Regions from separate parts of the Cyprinus carpio genome. Here region 1 is linked to region 2. The links are chromatin contacts, called in public Hi-C maps. All regions are on one chromosome and are shown on one strand. The core of a region is the stretch at or near the end of the contact, and the rest is flanking DNA. Distances in the headings are between cores, read along the strand shown.

Evidence for each region. Hi-C and Micro-C count contacts between places; a contact is called where the count stands out from the background.
Region 1: a Hi-C map of liver shows a contact between it and region 2, with 5 times the contacts expected there. The contact joins the enhancer-like site here to the promoter of haao in region 2. A contact is called at or near these places in 3 of 8 Hi-C or Micro-C datasets (liver and skeletal muscle).

What each region holds. Positions count from the first base shown.
Region 1 is chrB13:9,359,828-9,363,201 of ASM1834038v1, reverse strand. No RefSeq gene overlaps it. Among protein-coding and RNA genes, the nearest start is that of LOC109076348, 63 kb to the left of the region's middle. Within about 2 kb of position 1,386, at least 3 of the 8 cell types and tissues checked have an H3K27ac peak or open chromatin away from gene starts, as enhancers often do. A contact at or near this core is called in liver and skeletal muscle, where this site is marked.
Region 2 is chrB13:9,221,340-9,224,556 of ASM1834038v1, reverse strand. It overlaps haao (3-hydroxyanthranilate 3,4-dioxygenase), which reads left to right and starts at 1,411. Exons shown (of 10, transcript XM_042736374.1): 1 at 1,411-1,600; 2 at 1,709-1,787; 3 at 2,872-2,955; 4 at 3,059-3,165. The coding sequence starts at 1,512.

The DNA of each region.
Region 1 (3,374 bases), core at 137-2,636, 140 kb before region 2:
TTAATTTTACCTCCCCAAACAGGCCATCTTATACCTTCACATCCTGATTCCTGTGACCAATTGAGAAAGAAGACCAATAAATATTCAGTCTATCCACCCATATACACAGAAAATCAGTTTTTGTGTGTGTGCTCAAAACTGGTCTATAGGATTGATGTTCACATTTTGCTAGTCATCATTTTGAAATCTGATCCATTTGTTTAGACAATATAGTGTGTATTTAATATTGTTTGCTCTTATGCTCATCAATGCTGCATTTATTTGATAAAAATACAGCAATATTGTGAAATATAATTACATTTTAAAATATCTGTTTTATATTTTAAGATATTTTTAAATGCAATTTACTCCTGTGATCAAAGCTGAATTTTCATCATCATTACTCCAGTCTTCAGTGTCACATGATCCTTCAGAAATCATTCTAATATGCTGATTTGCTGCTCAAGACACATTTCTGATTATTATCAATGTTGAAAAAATTTGTGCTGCTTAATATTTTTGCTGAATCCATGATATATTTTATTCTGATGTATAGAAGACATTATACTGCCACTTGATCAATCAGAACCTTGCTGAATAAAAGGGTTAATTTCTTTTTCAAAAATCTTTACAAAAAGATTGATGGAAATCTGGAAACTTTGCCTTGGCTCATGCTCATCGTGCCACATCGCTGTCTTGAACTTGAGTTGCATGAGACTATCAGAGGATTTACAAAAATCGAATTATATTAAAATTTCAAACCATCTATAAATGCGCTTCAGAATCAATTTTGTTGCAATTGTTCAGAAAAACGAACACGATTCTAAAAGAATATGCAGAATATCAGTTTTTTTGTGTGTGAGTGGCTGAGACTAAAGACAGCGTTTGGATACATCAGCAGAGCTGTGTGTGGCTTCTATGTCATTCCTCAGGGTTTATTTTTGCCTCCGTCGCTCTAAAACAGGCCTACTGGTCTATGTGGCTTCAGTGACTATTGCCATGACCCTAGTTATGACTGCGCGTGTGTATGTGTGTGTGTGTGACCCCTAGGTTGTCTGGCAGGCTGACTCACTGTGAGACTATGCTGTCTGCTGTTTCAACACCTGTCCATCTGCCCTGATGTCTAAAAACAGAAACAGTGTGCATGGATGTGTGTTTGTGATGTCTGCCTCTCACCTAGCTAGGCTAGTATACAGACACTCAAGGAATCTGTTGTGTGGACAAACAGCGTGGCCAAGGCCATAGTTACAAATGCACACACATTAATCTAACCAAAATGCTATTAGCACAGAAATGCCAACCTGTTTCCATGGTCTTGACAAAGAGTATGTAAAGGTCAGAGTTTGTGCTGGTTTACTTTTCTTCGGAGAAGAAATGAGGAGCGAAGACAGTGTGTTTGTGTTAAACCTCGTGCTGTGTGTGCCAAGAAAAGCTTTCCAAGTAAAACAGATGCATCACAAGAAAAACTGGCCCAGTTACTTTGCGAATACAAAAGCCTGAACCACACCAAACTAACAGTGCATTGGTCTGACTATAAAAGTAAGAGATAGACAGATAAGATAGAGAGAAAGAAGGGCAGAGAGAGTAGAATTATGTGACAGAATTTCCATGGCCCATTTTCACACACAGATGACCACAGCGCCCCCTAGTGACACTAAAGCCACACATGCCACAGATCATTCAACAAATATGATCTCTGCAATATCTCAGTTGTTTTTCCTAGACAGCACTGAGATTAAATACAGAGAAATTTCTCTTGCTTATATTTTTCTTCTCAGAAAAAGACCAGGTGTCTCCTCTAAAGTTTCATCTCTGCATCTCAATATGTGTTTAGATTAACCTAAATTTGAACGCATTTTTTTTTTCTCAGAAAACCAAATTAACTGAGCTATGCTATTTTTTTCCCTACTAAGAAGCCATTCAAAAGTTTAAGGTCAGTAAGATTTAAGATAAATTAATACTTGTACTTTTATTCTAAAATACTTTTATGTAGAAAGGAGACATTAAATGGATCAAAAGTGACATTAAAGATATTTATAATATTGCTAAATATTTCTATTTGAAATAAAAGCTGTTCTTTTAAGCTTTCTAATCATTAAATAATTGTAAAAACTAATACTATGTTTTTATTATTTTAATAATAATTCACAAATGTTTTCAAAAATGATAATATATATATAATATTCTCTGAGTGTAAGGAAATATTTTCCAATTTAAGGGATTCTTTTCCTTCTACTAAAATCAAAGTCCTGTTATGTGTGAAAACTTCAAAATCCTTTGATAAAGCGACTATTGGAAAACATATTATAGATCAGTACAGTAGAGTTAGTGTAAGGAAATAGCAACGTTTGTGAATAAGCTCTCTGAATGGCATCCTCTCTCAGTGGTCAATGACGGGATACTGGCTTGGCAGGAGGTGCTGTCGCAAAGATTACTGTCGGCCCACTGGACCATTTGAAAAAGCAGCCCCCTTCAGACAGACAGACAGACACACACACACACACACACACTGCTTCTCTGGGCAGGCAGCCTGGTGTGGCTGAAACTCAACTCAACTCTGTCAAGATTATTCACTCTGCTCTCTTTCTTTCTATCTCTTTTCATCTTTTTGTCTATCCGTCTGTCTGCTTTCCCCCTTTTGTCTCCGTTTTTTGTCTGTTGCATTAATCTTACAACCAAAAACATGCTCTCAGAAAGTACAAATCACAAGCATAGGGTTTGGCCGTATGAATCTAATGAAACCCAAATATCAATAGCTCATCTTGCTCATCAACTTTGAAGTTGCCTCAGTGACATCAAAAGACAAGTCCGTCCCTCTAAAAACTCTTCAAATCAATAACAATCACAGCTTCCCAGCAACCTCTCCTCAGCCGTCCTGTTCCTTCGCTCTCAGAGGAAATGAGAGGGGTCCTACTGTGAGTCCAGCTAACTTTGCGGCTACGACCGCCAGCTTGATGAGTTTTATTTAGTTCACCAACCCCCCACCCCCTCCCTCTCACTCTCACTTTCTCTCCTCTTTTACTCTGTCATTCTTTTTGAGCTCTTCTAATCCAATTTGGTAGGCGCAGGGCCGTTTTTAGGCCGTGGCGTCTCTTGCCCCCGCTGGGCCTGAGTTTCCCTCGCTTACCCAGCTGTCAGGAGTTATGGAGGGGGCAACAATGTGGCCCGAGGAGCCGTTCCCTACGACACTGAAAGGGCCTCATTGTCCAGAATCTCCATCAGAGCCATTAATTATGGGCCGGAGAACATGTCTCTGACTTAGAAATGAATTCTCTCTCTCACACACACAAGCCAGTCTGACTTCAGAACGCCTCTACACACAAACTCACCCAAACAAAGGCACAAACAAGGATGATGGACATTATTAAAGTCTTTTCCAATCTTTTTATGAGTTT
Region 2 (3,217 bases), core at 162-2,661:
AAATGTCCCATTTATTCGGCATGCATATTTATTTTTGTGCCCTTTATGCTCTCTTCCCATTTTAACGGGCTTCTTCCTCAATTTTTCTAATATAAACACATCTCTATTTGTGTGTTACCAGCCTCTCTATTTTTGTTTCGTTTCTTGCTTTTCCATATTTGTAAATTCTCAGATTTTAGGGATCTTAATAATTCTGAAAGCAATTAGATCAGTGCATAAACACTGAGCAATACATCTGAATAAATTGTGACGATGTGAAAAGTATCATGTGTTGGTCGATGAGCATTATTTATTACCATTTTATTTTATTTTATTTTATTACCATTTTAGTATGGGTTTTGTTTGATTTACTCTTTATTTGACTTACACTTCTCTTTGAAACCTCCCACTTTTCTCGGTGGCTCAATATCAGTCAGCCATTTAGAGATCACGGGGAAGCTATAGAGTCGCTTACTTGTGGCAAAAGGAGAAGTGGTTATCCTTTCAATTTACAGAAAAGTCATGGTGACAAGGCCATCAAATCTGTGTTCATATACAGTATCTGTCTAAACTACAACCACAAGATGCACGTGAGATGCATACATTGAAGTGAACATTACAAATGTGTGTTTTTAAGACTGTTTGTATATACTGTAATGTACAGAGTAGGCCTATATAAATAAATGAAAAAAAAATCATGCTATGAAGCTTCATTTGTTTGTGTTGCTGATGGCATAAATCACTTAAAGTACTTATGTACTTCCAGCATAAAATCTTTTATCTAAGATCTGTACTTTGCATTTCTGCTTTAACCTATTGTCTTCTAGCAAGGCACATGTTCAGTTTGGTGTTAGATGACTCACAAACCTTACGCATTTTCTGCAAATGATTAATGATAAATGAGGAATTAAGTATCATAGGATCATAGCACTTCCTATTTGTATCCAACGCTATAACTTTACCTTCGGTCTGGTAAGTTTTTAAATTGTACCAAATGGCTCACATTTATGCCAACTTGTCAAGTGTTGTTTCGATCTACTGATGATGAATAATGAATCATTTGTGTAATTTATGGTGTCATACCTGTAAACTCTAAAAGTTTTGATGGCATTTTCTTTTCATATTACCTCCGTATAATGCTTGTAATAAATAATGTTTACTTTATGTAACTGTTCCACACGCGCCACCTTCTGGCAAATAATTAATTTGGATATTCACATTTTACACAGAACAGTGTGAATGTTAACTGGCATATCAACAAGGAAAAAAAATCGAAATTTGACAAATAATTGTCAGGAAGCTTAAAGGGTGGGGGTGGGGGTGGGTATTTACCTTAAGGCACCCCTGGTCAGCACTGATAGGTTACTGCTGCGTAAACATGGATTTTAACCTCACGGTCACATACTGCATGTATGAGCACCGCCCCCATTATTCAATAACTCAAAGGTAGTTTGTCACCACTGCTGAAAAAGTTGTTGCCTACTCAGACAGATTATTGCAAGAATCTTGCTGTATTCCAAAATTAGTGAAAAATGACCAACCAGGCTCTTCATGTCAACACTGACAAGTGGATTGCTGAAAATGAGAATTCATTTCTACCACCTGTATGCAACAAATTAATGTAAGTGAGTTAAACTTATCTTTCATAAACAAACAAAAACATGCCTTATATAATCACATTGATAAAAATACAAAATATCATAAGCCTTATCTTTACATTGTGTTTTAGGTTCTTTTATCAACTGAATATTATGTATGTTGGAGGTCCAAATGCAAGGAAGGATTATCACATTGAGGAAGGGGAAGAGGTGAGGTGCTATTCATGTAACAAATGAGATAATATTACAAATTAACATGACATGTTCATTTAGGAATAGCTGACTTGCTTTTTTATTTTGATTAACTGCACTGTATTCTGGGAATTAGACCCGAGAAGGCTAACAGGTGATAAGAACAGAATTAGCCATGATCTTCACAAAAGGTTAGTGCTTTAGACTCAGCAGCTGTGGGATTACATTTACCAGGAAACGAAGAGGAAAAGGACAAGAGTGCATAACTAATTATTAAAGATGATCTGATATTGACAGCATGATTTTCTACACCTGCATTGAACTTTGGGATTTGCACCACACACCGTTCACTACATTTCACTACATGGACTGCATAGTTTTCCAAATGCACTTTGCATTTTTAATGGGGACAAAGTCTTTGTGAAAAGTTTTTTGATTTTCAATTTAATTAAATTTTTTAGCTGCATTTTATTTTTTAGCTGCATTTCTGCATGGCATTAAAAATCATTTATAAAGCACCTTTACAGTGGCAAATTTCCAAATCAAACAACAGCAGGAAATTAATAGAATTGACTCTTGCTGAGCATTTCACAATAATACACCTTTAAAAAAAAATGACCTAGTTTGGTTTAGTGAGCCGGTCAGGACTGTTTATTGGTTAATGTTTTAATCTTGGTCGCTAGAGGTCAGTGCAAACCATCCGAGTCGTGGCTTTTTTGCTCTAGATATTCCACACATGATGAGCATTTACTTTTGAGGCACAATATCTTACATAAGTCTTCTGTTGAGTGTCATTTAGGCTTTGTGAAGGTTTAACAGTTAAACTGTTAAATCAGATACAGTTCACAGGGTTGAATGATATAGATTTTCTCTGGAAGAAGAAATGGCCCCATCTAGCATGAAGTTTCATTCCTAGGCTATAAATAAAAGCACACTCGCAGAAAAAGAGTTTCTGACACAGCAGCACTACATTTGAAATACAGGTCAAAGTTACAAGGCTGATGATTTCAGACAAAGGAAAGCTAAAAAATGTGTGATCCAGCTCACAGAACACTAATATTCCTCTCACTGACTTCCTGTTTTATTTGCCTTTGTGTCGCAGCTCTTTTACCAGGTGAGGGGCGACATGGTTTTGAAAGTGATAGAGGACGGCAAGCATAAAGACATACACATTCGAGAAGGAGAGGTGAGAATCATCTAGATTTGTCTCAGAGTCTATCTGACAGACTGCAGTCATGTGAAGCCATTTTATTCTATAAAGACGTTTTATATTTTGCTGCTATTCTCAGATGTTCCTGCTTCCAGCACGGATTCCCCACTCTCCTCAGAGATACGCAAACACAGTAGGGCTGGTCGTGGAGAGGAAGAGGCTTCGCTCTGAGACAGATGGCCTCAGGTACCATGGGATACTTCTCCCAGACACAACCATCCTACATTACATCTGCCTG